Linked DNA regions of Gossypium hirsutum: all the other regions are linked to region 1. A link is a contact called in public Hi-C data. All regions are on one chromosome and are shown on one strand. The core of a region is the stretch at or near the end of the contact, and the rest is flanking DNA. Distances in the headings are between cores, read along the strand shown. Region 1 holds the start of LOC107901128 (probable acyl-[acyl-carrier-protein]--UDP-N-acetylglucosamine O-acyltransferase, mitochondrial). Region 2 holds the start of LOC121218377 (tetraspanin-2). Region 3 holds the start of LOC107901119 (enhanced ethylene response protein 5).

What was found. A called contact is a pair of places that touch in the nucleus more often than the background predicts.
Region 2: a contact with region 1 is called in a Hi-C map of leaf, with 3 times the contacts expected there. The contact joins the promoter of LOC121218377 here to the promoter of LOC107901128 in region 1. A contact is called at or near these places in 6 of 34 Hi-C or Micro-C datasets (hypocotyl, leaf and petal).
Region 3: a contact with region 1 is called in a Hi-C map of leaf, with 2.0 times the contacts expected there. The contact joins the promoter of LOC107901119 here to the promoter of LOC107901128 in region 1. A contact is called at or near these places in 3 of 34 Hi-C or Micro-C datasets (leaf, petal and seedling).

The regions. Positions count from the first base shown.
Region 1 is chrD06:12,975,719-12,980,248 of Gossypium_hirsutum_v2.1, forward strand. It overlaps LOC107901128 (probable acyl-[acyl-carrier-protein]--UDP-N-acetylglucosamine O-acyltransferase, mitochondrial), which reads left to right and starts at 1,846. Exons shown (of 12, transcript XR_001685141.2): 1 at 1,846-2,099; 2 at 2,191-2,270; 3 at 2,633-2,757; 4 at 2,861-2,969; 5 at 3,131-3,223; 6 at 3,334-3,450; 7 at 3,545-3,628; 8 at 3,799-3,903.
Region 2 is chrD06:13,147,223-13,151,732 of Gossypium_hirsutum_v2.1, forward strand. LOC121218377 (tetraspanin-2) reads left to right here and starts at 3,082. Exons shown (of 2, transcript XM_041095550.1): 1 at 3,082-3,234; 2 at 3,334-3,645. The coding sequence starts at 3,082. The coding sequence ends at 3,645. LOC107901122 reads right to left here. Exons shown (of 7, transcript XM_041095717.1): 6 at 4,236-4,356; 7 at 3,665-3,971. The coding sequence ends at 3,894. It also overlaps the pseudogene LOC107901124.
Region 3 is chrD06:13,221,859-13,226,784 of Gossypium_hirsutum_v2.1, forward strand. LOC107901119 (enhanced ethylene response protein 5) reads left to right here and starts at 2,067. Exons shown (of 13, transcript XM_041095720.1): 1 at 2,067-2,400; 2 at 2,503-2,639; 3 at 2,759-2,852; 4 at 2,943-3,032; 5 at 3,150-3,215; 6 at 3,526-3,615; 7 at 3,696-3,752; 8 at 3,988-4,049; 9 at 4,665-4,752. The coding sequence starts at 2,233.

The DNA of each region.
Region 1 (4,530 bases), core at 596-3,095:
TGTCGCAGCCAACACCCTATTACCAAAAGAAAATTTGTAGATATTGAGCTCCCTTTTGAGCTCCTTAAGCTGTTCCTTCAAGGTTGACACCATAGCCTCGAGAGTATCATTCTTCTTAGTTACCTCACCCAAAATTTTATTTAGGATCCCTTGCATCCATATTGTCACTGAAGGCCCTTGCTACTTGGTCTTTGAGCTGATGATGCCTCGTTTCCAGCTCTGTGTTACACTCATCAACTTCCTCGAGGGTCTCCTTCACATCACCGTTAGAGCCTTCAAGTTTGGCCACTCTACCATTTAAAGTCGACAACATATCCCTCGATCGACTTATTTTCCTGACCCTTCCACGGGTCTCCATTGACTCATTCTGATCAACAACTTCTTTTGACGTCTTGAACAATGCCTTCGCAACCTTAGCTTTGATACTAACTGTCACAGGGCTAGACCTTTCGTTTCACAATCCGCATGCCCTTAAGTGATTTCTTCACTTCAAATGCACCTAAGTCAACTAACTCTCGCAAAGTGAGGATTCTCGCAGAATTCCTCTAAGGCACTGAAAATATAGCGGAAGCAATCTCAAAGACAAAATAAACTTAAAAGAGCAGAATAGTTACAAAAAAAAAATGCACACCAAGTGGTTGAGTAAACGCTCTTAATATTATTTAACTCAGAAAGAATAAAATGATTACAAATGAAGGGGGAAACCTCTATTGATAGTTGAACTCCTCCAAATTTAACAGTACAGATCGATTTACATTAACGGCTAAGATTACTTCCCATCTACAGTTAAGAGTCGTAAGGGATTTAAGCTCTATACAATCTTATCATTTAGGATTTACACTATTTACCCTGATAACTCTAGTTTTACTGGAGTGTTTCACTAGGCTATCAAGGCTTCAAGTAGATGGGTTTCTCCACGAGTTCCACGAATCAAGTCAATTCATGTGGGTCAAATGAACCCCGTTTAATAAATTGAACTCTATGGGGCGTTTTATGCGTATTGGTCACAAGCTTTGACCCACAGTTTGTGACATGTCACAGGTGAACCGACCCTCCTGTCATAACTACTTTCTCCTTATCTCCTCCCTTATTGAAACTCTCTATCAACAAAGCACAAATTCCACCTTAAAATTTGAAAAGAGAATTTAAATAATAAAAAATACTTCCTTCCAATGAAAATTTAAAAATTCTGATATTTATTTTTCCAAATGAAAATTCACCATAAAATTATGAAAATCATTTTACAAATAAATTTCTTTCATAAAATATATGGACTCAACACATCTTACCACACCTTTAATATTTCATGAAGTATATTATTTGACACATAATCTCAAATGCAAACTAATATTTCTAAAACCAGAGCAATAGTTGAATCGGTCAGACCATTGGTTTGTTGGTTTGATCAGTCCAATTAGTTCGATAAAAAAATTATAAAAATTTTAAAACAATAAAAAGTATTAAAAAATAATAAAACTCAGTTCAATTGTCAGTTCAAACGATCCGTACTGATTCTAAATCCAAACGGTTCAATGTCATTCTTCGTACCGACACCTAACTAATTCCTAATCTTCGGCCAATTTCAAAGATCATTGATGCAAATTCACCATTTTATATCATAAATAAATAAATACAGAACATAAGAAAATCACATTTTTGGTAGAATTTAATGAATTGAATCTTATCAATTACTGGGCCTCGTGTAGGCCGTAGTCCGAGAATTACTGGGCCTCAATAACCGAGTTCTTTGAGGTCAAATGTGGATCTCCTTCCATACATCAAGCGTCCAGTCGGACAAACGAACAGTCTAGATTTAATGTGAGTAAAATAGTACGCTACAAACGAGTAAAATCTGGGATGAAGAGGACAAGACAGGTCAAACCTCTTTCACAAAGCAGGCAACAACATAGCGGCCGAAGCGAAAACATTCTAACTTTCAACTCTGTTAAAAGTTCAAAAAATAAAACAGGTCGGAAAAATATCAGCTATTGCCAAAGACTGAGAGCGAAAATCTATGAATTCGCTGCTCAAGTTTCGAAGGCCTTTAAGTTCTTCTCTCACTTCACTATCTTTGCAGCGCCTCTCTACAACTCTCCACTGTAAACCCTTCCTCTCTCTTTAATATATCATAATATGAAGATTGAACAACTTGTTGAGTGGGCTTCTTCTCTGTATGTGATTGTGAAACAGATGTTTTCGAAGAGAAAAAGGAGGGGACGAGCTTTATACACCCCACTGCAATTGTTCATCCCAATGCTGTGATTGGCCAGGTGCTTTGTTTTCTACTCTCTCTTCTTTGTTTAATAGCTGCCGCTTTCTTTTCTCTTAAGAGGCACTGGTGTTCATGTATCAGAAATCTGTGATTTGTTTTGACTGTAAAACCTAAGTTCTTTGTTGGCTTTTCCCTGTCAATCAATTTGCTCCTTTACCAATGGTTCTTGTTGAATTGTCTTTTGATACCAAGATTAAATCAACCCAGAAGAATAAATAAGGGTAAAACTTTCAAAGCTTTTTTTTTTTTACTTCAAAGCAGCTTAATTTATTGGTGTAATAAAGAGATATACTTCTCTAATTGCCTTTTCATTTAGCTATAGTCTATAGGTTCACTAAAATTTCGAAATTAATGGCACAGGGTGTTTCAGTAGGTCCTTTATGTACAATTGGTCCTTCGGCAAAACTAGGAAATGGGTGTCAAATGCATCCTTCCAGCCATATTTTTGGGAATACAGAATTGGGGAGCCACTGCGTTTTGATGACGTGAGTTTTATTTGGCTGCTTTTTCATCTTCTTTGTAAGGTTCTGTTAGAAATATATATATTTTATGTTGTAATTTATTTAAGTACTAAACTTTATCAGGCAGTGGTGCGGTGGTTGGTGATGAACTTCCTGGGCATACTGTAATAGGATGCAATAACATCATCGGGCATCATGCCGTGGTTGGTATTAAATGCCAAGACATGAAGTACAAGGTAACTTATCTTATTATGCTTTTGGTGCATAATCAATTGCATGCTGCTAATGACTAGATGTATCTCGCATGTACATATCGACAACATTGATGCACTATGCTTCAAATGTTAAACTTTAGCAAAAAAAATATGATCTTGTCCTTGTATTTCTGTGGTATTAGTTAGGGGATGAATGTTTTCTTGATGTTGGGGACAACAATGAGATCAGAGAATTTACTTCAATCCACCGATCTTCAAAGTCACGTGATAGAACGGTAAATAAGAATATAAAATAACCACGTATTTGTTTACTTATATCATAGTAAGAAACATGTGTATATTCTCTAGTCCTTTTCTTCCCTTTCTTAACTAGCTGTCTTATCAGGTTATTGGTGATAACAATCTCATCATGGGGTCTTGTCATATTGCACATGACTGCAAAATTGGTAACAATAATATATTTGCTAATACCACTCTCCTGGCAGGACATGTCATCGTGGAGGTAAGTCTTCTTAATGTTTGTTGGAGTCATTCTGCATTTTTCTCTTGTAGACAACAGTCTCTGCTTAGAACTTGATTCAAGTGCTACAATGTAGGACTATGTGCACACTGGAGGAGCTACTGTTGTTCATCAATTTTGTTATATTGGCTCATTTTCTTTCATCGGTGGTGGATCAGTGGTATGATTGCATACATGACCTACACTGCAAAAAGATGCTAATTAAGCCCACTAGTAGCGTAGTCCACCTGTAGGACAGTTCAATCATAGTGCCGAAGACTTTTAAGCATTTTCTTTTTGCATTTACAAAAAGAATTGAACCATGTTTGCTATTCATTTCTATGCATGAAGGTTTCGCAAGATGTCCCAAAGTACATGATGGTTTCTGGAGATAGAGCTGAGCTTCGTGGTTTGAATTTTGAGGGTCTTCGGCGTTGTGGATTCCAAGTCACAGAGGTTGTTGGAAAAATTCAACTTTTATTATGATGGCTTATAGTTTAGTTCTATCATACTATTAGTGTAAGATAGATAAGACGTTAGTTGAAAAGGTTCCTTTATTTGTTGATGTAGTCTTCCACCAATTAAAATCTCATATCATTGTCATCTGGATTTTGCTTGAGGTTTTTAGCTACCTGCATTTTGTGCAGCCTGAAACTATTCTAAGTTGCATTTACTTCGGTTTGTATTCCTGCCTTCATTTCTTGAGTTGTGTATGCTTTCACCGTCCTATGAAGATGTTTGATATTTGCCACAAGACCGACTGCTGTAGGCCAGAAGGCAATATTATGGTATGCCTTTCTCCAAAGTGTATCTTATGGAGTTGACACTCCAAGGAAAACATTTAGAAATGACAGAAATTGTAAGATAACTTATCCATAAATTGATGAATGATATTAAGAGGGAACTCATTAAATTTGGAGTAATGCTACAATCTATCAAGATTAGAAGATGCTAGTTTCTACTTTATACTTGCTTCCTTTGCTGTTAAAATCAACATGTTTAAGTTTTTAAACATCGTAAGTGCTAGTATCTTTTGACCTTTTATTGCTTCGGGGGTGTCAGTGGCAGCCTTTTGGAATTATA
Region 2 (4,510 bases), core at 1,832-4,331, 170 kb after region 1:
CACTCATAGCATTAGACTCCTTTCTCCTAATCTTTCTCGGATTCCTCTTTGATTACCTCCCCTATGGATCCACTTCTGGGAACATTTGTGTTGGTTTTGTACTTATTTATTCTGCTTGACTGCTTTTTGAATGCTTTGTTTAAGTTTTGTGTAAGTGAAGCAACCTATTCCTAGAGTTTCTCAATTGCAGTGTTTTGGAAAGTTGGCACTCCCTCACCCACTTGGAAAGCAATGTTTCTATCACCTTTTGTCTTGTTGCGTTTGACATCCTTAAGGTTTATCTCGAAAGTTTGCAAAGAGCCAATAAGTTCATCGATTACCAAACTTTCAATATATTTAGCCTCCTCAATAATAGTGACCTTAATAGAAAATCTCTTAAGGAGAAACCTCAACACCTTACTAACTAACTTGGCATTTGAATATTCCTCTCCCAATGCAAATGTCTGATTTGAAAGATTATATAACTTTGCATAGTACTCTCCAATAGTTTCTGATTGCTAAATTCTCAGGCTCTCAAATTTGGATGTTGGCAATTGTATTTTCTTTTTTTTTAATAGTAAAGGTACCTTCACGAGCAATCTCCAATATATCTCAGGCAACCTTTGCAACTATGCATTTAGCAATTCTCTTAAACCCTTGCATATCCACTTCACAAAATATTGCATGTAAGGTCTTAGAGTTTATGTTTGCAAGCCTTTCTTCAACAGTAGTCCACTATATTTCTGGCTTTATAATTCTACCATCTTAGTATCCATTTTGGGTTATCCTCATCCAGTCAATGCAACTCTCCATGCCTTCTCATCAATAGATTTAATGTATGCTTTCATATGTGCTTTCTAGTAAGCATAATTGTCAACTTCTAGCATAGGGAGTTTTAAAGTAGAATAACATTCCATAGCTTGGATTTAGCAACACCACGGGTCTCCACTGCCTACCTTAAGTGGGAGGCTCTGATACCAATTTAAATAATTAAAACTTTGCTGAGAATCAAACTGCTCAAGTGAAGTGGTGCCTAAGGTATTGGACACTCCTTCAACCACTAAACGAAAACAATAAATAAACAAAATACAAGAAAGATGTTTACACAGTTCAGTTTTCCTACGTTTGTAGAGCCTAGCTCAATGAGAAATATTCACTCTCTTTATTAATGGCACAAAGTAAACCTACTCAATTATACCCCCATGATAATTTCCTTCACCCTTATACTTTGAAGACTCGATACTTTCACCACTAAATTCACCTAGCAATTAAAATCACAACACAAAGGTTTTACTATCAATATGCCCTTATAAAATAAGGTTTCTTACTTAGAATAAATTAAGTGCTCAACTCTTTATATACATAAATGTATATAAGTCTCTCAATTCTATAGAGTTCGAGACTTGCTTACATAAGAAGATCTATCACAATCACTATAAAACAACCACTATATAAGCTAAATACAAGATAATATTAATACAAAAAGATAAATAAGGATTCTAGACGGCTATGTCTTTAGTGAATCAATCCAATACAATTTTCTCGATTTAAGAGATTAGATAAGGGAAATCTTGTTCAACCTAATCACCAATATATGATTCTCCAAGTGATATGATCTCCCATAATAAGCTAGATATCATCTATATAATCAATATAGTTAAAATAATCAGTTCAATAAATTACCCAACACCTTAAATATGAGAATAGGCCCCATACATAGTTGGTGGGCACTAACACCAAATTGTCAATTTCATATTTTTCAACAGTTCTTAATTTGGAATTCAAGGAAGAGACTTCCGTAAGATGATTAAAGTTTAATCAATGGGAGCCAGATTAGATGAAATCGTGATTCATGAGAATCGACGACTTAAAAAACAGAGGAAATCACACTTTTCTCTTTACCAAAAAAATCGAATGACCTTTTAGTAACTCGGCCTCAATTTTCCCTTACCATTTTGACTTCTTAAAACGTTTCCCTGTTTAAAACCAAATCAAATATCACATGGTAACCTTACAGATTTGTTGGGAATGTAAGTAATCAAGATTAAGATGTTTACTGGTTTCTGACATATGAGCCATTAAAAGAGCTTTCCAACTTCAAACACGGTCTCAAAATTCTCTCCTAAACTCTTCTCTTCCTTGAACCTATCATGGGAGTAGCCAATAACATAACAGCAGTTCTCAACTTCGTAGCCTTCCTCTGCTCCATCCCCATCATGGCAGCTGGCATCTGGCTCGCCCAACAGCCTGACAACGGCTGCATCCACCTTTTGTGATGGCCAGTCGTTCTCCTTGGTTTCCTCATCCTCCTTGTCTCTCTTGCTGGCTTTGTCGGTGCCTACTGCAACAAGGAAACACCGTTGGCCTTCTATCTTTGCTGCATGGCCATCCTCATTGGTCTCCTCCTCATCTTGCTGGTATTTGCCTTCATCGTTACCAGACCTGATGGGAGCTACGGTGTGCCTGGAAGGGGTTACCAGGAGTATAGGCTTGATGGCTACTCTAGCTGGCTTACAAACCATGTAGTTGACTCCAAGAGCTGGAATAAGATCAGGGATAGTTTGGCTGACACCGATGTCTGTCCTAAGTTGACTCAACAGTTCATCACCGCTGATCAGTTTTTTGCTACTCATCTCTCTCCTCTTCAGGTAAATCGTTTCAATTATGGCCATATTTCTTATTCTTTGATGAAAATACGAGTACCCTTTTAAATTTTCCATTTGTTATTGTATAGTAAAGCCATCAAACAGATTAAGTTCATTGCTATTTACCTGAAATATCAGAGGAATTACTTCTTCTAACCAAACTGGTCTTTAGATCTTAACTTTCCTCACTGTAACTTTAAAGCTTTTTTTTTTTTTTTAATCTTCAACGACCTCCTATGACATTGTTTTTCTTTTCCGCATTTTTTAACTGGTTTTCCCAGTGAAGATAGATCCTTTTGTTGATGGTTATTGGATGATTGAATTTACGTTGATCACACACTCCCAAGTTGGTGGAACAGGACATGATTTGATGTCCTAAAGCGGGGCCCACTCACCTCACTAAGACCATAAAGTAGGACCCACTATTATGGGCTTAATCTTTAATTTAGGGAAAACAATGACACCAGAGTTCATCGGCCCCCCTCATGGATGGATCGGTTTAATCCACAAGATCATTAGTTCAAGCACATGTCGTGTGCTGTGGGGCAACCAAGCAACGCCGAATGAAGTTTATAAACAATTACCAGCTTTGGCAACACATGGTGACTATGTGGGCATTGTTTAGAGAGGAGGTGTTACTTTATCCTTTTTCCTTTTTGTTGTTGTTTTGTTTTTGGTTTAAATCTTTCATTTTTGTTATGTTTGATAGTCAGGGTGTTGTAAGCCTCCAACAATATGTGGCTACATTTTTGTGAACCCAACGTTGTGGACAAACCCGGTGAACCCAGCAGGGGACCCTGACTGCAACCTATGGAGCAATGACCAGACCCAACTCTGCTATAACTGCAACTCATGCAAAGCTGGTCTGCTGGGGAACCTGAGGAGAGAATGGAGGAAAGCCAACATAATTCTCATTGTGGCAGTGGTGGTACTAATATGGGTCTATATCATTGCTTGCAGTGCCTTCAAGAATGCCCAAACGGAGGACCTCTTCAACCGCTACAAACAGGGTTGGACTTAAAAAATAAAATAAAATAACCTTTGGTTCAATGTGTCTGCTGTATGTATTCCAATGTTATGGTTCTTATATCTAGAAAATGCGTGGACAGTGAGGAAGGGTACTTATTACACTGTAATTAATGAAAACGAGAATACAATTTCAAATTATCAACTTCTTCACGACTATAAGGTTCTTGGATTTGTGCAAAAAAGAAAACTCATTGATAGGAAGAAAATCCTCATAATCTTCAGACTGATAGTGATAGCTTCTTAAGCAGTAGAAAGCTTCCTAGAGTAAACAATGTACATAGGATCTGAGCGTCCTGGATTAGGAGATATATCAACAGCCTGTAGACAAAAATGGATTTCTTTTAGGCTCAGATTAGTGTCTACCATAAACTTGGGTGCTTTTAAATTGGATATATACATAAAGCACGTATTCACATCAATGCAGACTGGCAACACCTAGTTTCCATTTGGAAACTTTGGGGCTTATCTTAAAATATTTGCAACAGCGTATATAGACTTAAGAGATTGCCGGCTAATGGTTGTCCAAGAAAAACTTGAGGGGTGAAGAGCCTATTATGAGACAAAATATTAAATATTGTTTACCTGAGGAGGTTCAAATCCGCCAGCATAATGGAAATATGACCCAACAATCAAAGCATGATCGGTGTCACCAGTGGATGTCCATATAGAGATTGCTTTTGTCCAAAAGCAGCGATTTGAAAAACTGCTTCGGAAATGAGTCACGTTTAAGTTCAAAGAAGTGTATAAAATAAAAATGGTTGAACAAAGAAATGGAAGATGTAATAGGAATGAGAAACATAAGCCGAGGAAAAAAAAATCATGCAGGCTATAGAGTCAACAAGGAATAGAAAGAAAAA
Region 3 (4,926 bases), core at 817-3,316, 250 kb after region 1:
TATCTTTGAGAACATTATATAGTTACATAATCTCATCATTTGTATTCTTGAAATTTTAGTAATCAAATAAAATGTGAATCGTGTTTAATTGTATTTAGATTAAATGTTATACTATGTCCTTACTAAGCTATGTAAGCTTACGGGTTTTTGTGGCTTGTTTTGTAGATAATCATTGCTGACTCTTTGGAAGGATCAACCAACAGGCTCACACTATCCATCTAAGTTGGTAGTTTTTGTATCTTTGGGTAGTGGCATGTATATATAGATAAATATGTGGTTTTGAAAAGTTGATAGATGTAGTTCTTGAATGAGATGTGTGTTTTCTTAGGGTATGTTTTGTATTGATGAAACAAGTATACATATATAATGCATATATGAACACCTTGATGTTTAGTTTTTGAATGAAGTGGTTTTAGTCATAATGAAATGCTTATTTGCTTAATGTCTTATAAAATAGGTCTTTTGATCATATTTTAGAATAAATGTTTAATGTATATATGTGGTGCCTTTGAATGACATATTGGTTGGATGAAACAGGTTGATTGATTTGGTACATTTAGGTGTGTTGGAGTAGTGCCTAGGTCTATTGAATGTGTACATAATTGGAGTGGTGGAATAGGTATGGTTTGATCTTAAAATAGCATGATTTTTGGGTCAAATTTGGTGCACATGGCCTGGGACACGGGCTATCAATGTCACACGGCTTGGCGACACGGTCGTGTGTCATTTGTGAAATTCCTAATGTTTTAAGTTAGTGAGGCACATGGCCGTGTGTGGCAAGTCAGAGAGTTACACGACCTGGCACACCTCCTGCGACACGGCTGTGTAACCCTACTCAGTGAGTTACGGGTGAGGACATGGGCTGGGACACAGCCATGTGACCCCTGTTTTCACATTTTTACAACTTTTTCTTAAAACCTTTGATTTGTTTCAAATTAGTCCCAAATTGTTTCTAAACATTTTTAAGGCCTCGAAAGCCCAATTTAAGGCCCAAATTGCATTTTTTATAGGTTTTTAACGAGTTTTCGTTACTTAATATTGAATGACACATTTTGATATAAATTGTTTGGAATTGCTTGGTGATACTTCGAAACCCTAATTCGACGACGGAGACGGGTTAAGGGTGTTACAAATCGGGTCGAGCTAAGCTCGAATTTTAAAAATTCTACCTAAAACTAGATTTATTAGAAAGTAGGCTTGTATTTTTGTTCAAGTTCATTTTTCAGGTTTTGTCTACGTGTTTAAACCCTCCCATATTTCGAGAGGGCTTTTGGACTTGAGCGAGTAACTTGACCCTTGGATAGCTCTAAAATAGACGGTAAGAAAAGAAATGAAAAGAAAAAAAAGAATATAAAGAAATTTAAAAAAAAACATGTTTAAATTACGTGGAGATGACATGGAAGCCAATCAACATTTAACATCACTTGTGATTCTTGTTACACTCTTAAATAGGGATGTTCAAACAATCGGTTTGGTTAATACCCAAACCGAATTATTATTAATTGAATTATCCAAAATGTAAAAATCTTTAATTGCTAACTGAATCGAAGTTTTTTTTCAAATACATTAACCAAATCGAAATATTTCGATTAATTCGGTCAGTTAAATGAAATTTACGTGTTTTTGTCTTAAATAAGTATAAAACATATAAAAAATACATTGCTAATGTTCATTTTCTTTTATTTAATAGTTTAAAATTTTTTAAATAGAGGTAAAAACAACAAATAAAACATAGAAACACTGCATAAGTCTTGAAAGTTAACAACCAAATAGTACATAAGTCTTAAAAACAACAAATATTTTGGTTAATTAGTTAATTCGGTTAATTACTCGATTTCGAACTGAATTAATCGATAATCAAAATTTAAAAAAATCATTAACTGATCTTCAACTAAACTAAATTTGCCCACCGATCAATTAACCGAATTAGATCGGTTTGATCGATTAATTTGATTTTAGCCCAACTATGAATATCCCACTCTTAAAGTCGAGTGATGACATGATGATCAAATTGTTATGAATGGATAACTTGTGTAGCTGTTACCTAGCAATTGAAACTTCGGTAACCAAAACGCAACCTTAAATAAACGAAGGGATTATTTTTGTAATTTAAAAGCTAGGTGGGAAACTACAAACTAGTGTTGAAGTTGCAGAGCAGCTAATCAAGAAAGACAATTTTTATACATAAATATTGGTTGATAAGATCACAAGAATCAAAACGTTAGCGCAGCAATGGCGTACCCAAGCATGGGAGAAGCCCACAGAAGAATCACAGATTACCTAAACAAGTTCTGCGACGCCGTTTCGTACCAAGATGTAGCTTCCCTTGCTCAGCTCTTTTCCTTCTCCTCCAACTCACCTTCTCTCCTTTCCCTTGCTGACGTCCTAAACTTCTTCCAGGTCTATCTCTCTTCTTCTTTTCTTGTTCTTGTTATCTATTGTTTAAGGAGTCAAAGGAAATTTGTCAAATTTTGAATATTTTCCCATTTTTCTTTGTGATAGGATGCTAATAGATTGATAAAACAATCGGATAAGTTTTCCCAGTTTGGTGAGATTTTGGCCCCGCTTTTTCGTTCTTTGCAAAGCTACAGACTTGGAAACTTGGTTGAAGCCTACCATGCGTTTGAAAAATTTGCAAAGTAATTTACTTTTTTCCGTTTATTTTTTTTTTAGGTTTTCAAGATACTGTTCAGTCTTTTCTTTAATTAATTAGAGAGGCTTATGCAATGTGGTAATTGTTGGAATCTTGTAATGGCAGTGCTTTTATTCAGGAGTTTCGAAATTGGGAATCAGCGTGGGCATTGGAGGCTTTGTATGTTATTGCTTATGAAATTAGGGTTCTTGCTGAAAGGGTATATTGATGGCAAAACCTTGTAGTTTATGGTTTCTCATAAAACAATTTGAATTTTATGTAAATTGAGTTTGGGATATTGTAATTGTAGGCTGATAGAGAGTTGTCTTCTAATGGAAAGTCCCCTGAGAAGTTGAAAGGAGCTGGCTCATTCCTCATGAAAGTATTTGGTGTTCTCGCTGTAGGTTCTTTTGTCTTCTAAAAATACTTTATCTGCCTATTATCAAGTTGCTTAGACTTCATTTGCTGAATTAATTGCCATTGTTCCTAATTGTTGGTTCTGACACATGGATTCCAGGGAAAAGGCCCAAAACGTGTCGGAGCATTATATGTGACTTGCCAACTGTTTAAAATCTACTTCAAGGTGATATTTATGTTTCTTCTAACTTAGCTTTCTGCTTTGCACATAATATTTTGGCTTGGTGTTCTATATTTATGGTGAATTTGGTTTTGGAAAATGGATTGAATGCTTAGAACTAGGTATGAGGTTAAGAAGCATTTTAAGATTTTTCTCTGCCCCCGGCCTAGGATACTGTGTTCTCTTTCTCCACCATGCACAACAAAAGAAATTCAAATGATTTTCCATCCCAACATCAGTTATGAGTATCTTCTTTTTGAGCTGAGAAAGGCACAATTGACTATGCTGCGTATGAACATTAAATTTTATTTTGCAGCTTGGTACAGTACACCTCTGTCGAAGTGTAATAAGAAGTATTGAAACTGCTCGTATTTTTGACTTTGAAGAATTTCCTAGAAGAGACAAGGTAAATCTTTTATCTTCCCCCTGGAATTTTCCATTTGTACAAACGGCAATCCATTTGATGAATGCTTCCTCCTTTTCCAGGTCACCTACATGTATTACACTGGGCGTTTGGAAGTTTTTAATGAAAATTTTCCTGCTGTAAGTGATCTAATTTCCATGGAGAAAGCTTTCCTTCTTTCCTTTTGAGATATAAACTTCATTTGTGATTGTGTTTCGTGTGTTTGTCTAACATGATTAATCATTTAGACTTGGGACCCTGCTTATATCTAGCACCCGAGCTTCTCATTACTAATTTTATCTGGTTTTAAGAGTGAGAAGAAATTCAATATAATGGGAACTTACTCTTTGTCCTATATGCTGTTTGACTGGGCAGGCTGACCATAAATTATCATATGCCTTGACACATTGCAACCCTCTTAGAGAAGCAAATATAAGGTTTGTTTATGTGTGCTTTTGGTATATATATCTTGCATCTGCATGGTACAGAAGTCATAATAACTGCCTTATTAAAAGTTGTAGCTGCATTGATCATTTTGATGTCTAATGTGGCATTTGACAACTAGGTGAAAATTTTCCTCTTTTAATGTAACTGCCTCAAACACATATGCTTCAAATTTATTTCATTTCAACTAGTATTTCTAATCTATTTCTTGACGATTTTTCAACTTATCATTAATGTCATTCTGTTTTTTTTTCCTCTCAATTTATTATATTCATGGAAGTATCAAAATTAATCCGAACTAGCTGTGGATGAAGTTAATTTTTCTTTCAGTACTAAAAGAACTCCTTTAATATTCATACAAAGTGATTTCTATCTTCAATGTAATCCAAAATCCCAGTTGTGGATTCTTTGACGTTAGAGCTTGGAAAATGATAGAACTGTAGTAACATCGTCATCATTCAAATTCACTGGATAAATATAAATCAATGCTAAACTGTCGAGCAACTTGTTTTACATAATCTTACTTCTGCATCAAACTTTGACATGAGGTAGCAGGTTAAGTCTAGTTTTTAGCATTTCTTGCTTCTTATTTGGTTTGATTTTTGTAGGATGATATTGAAATACTTGATACCAGTCAAGCTTTCATTGGGCATCTTACCTAAAACTTGCCTCCTAGAGAAGTATAACCTCCTTGAGGTACAGTTTCTCTCTTATTGTACTTATTTTTCTTTCTATGTAGTCCTTACGTACATCTAGATGCTTTATACTCTGGCCTTTTTTTGGAGATGTATATATGGTGTGATTTAATATTAAAGGGAACAAAAGAAAATCAGATGAATGAAAAAGGAAAATTGCATTTATTTTCTAAAA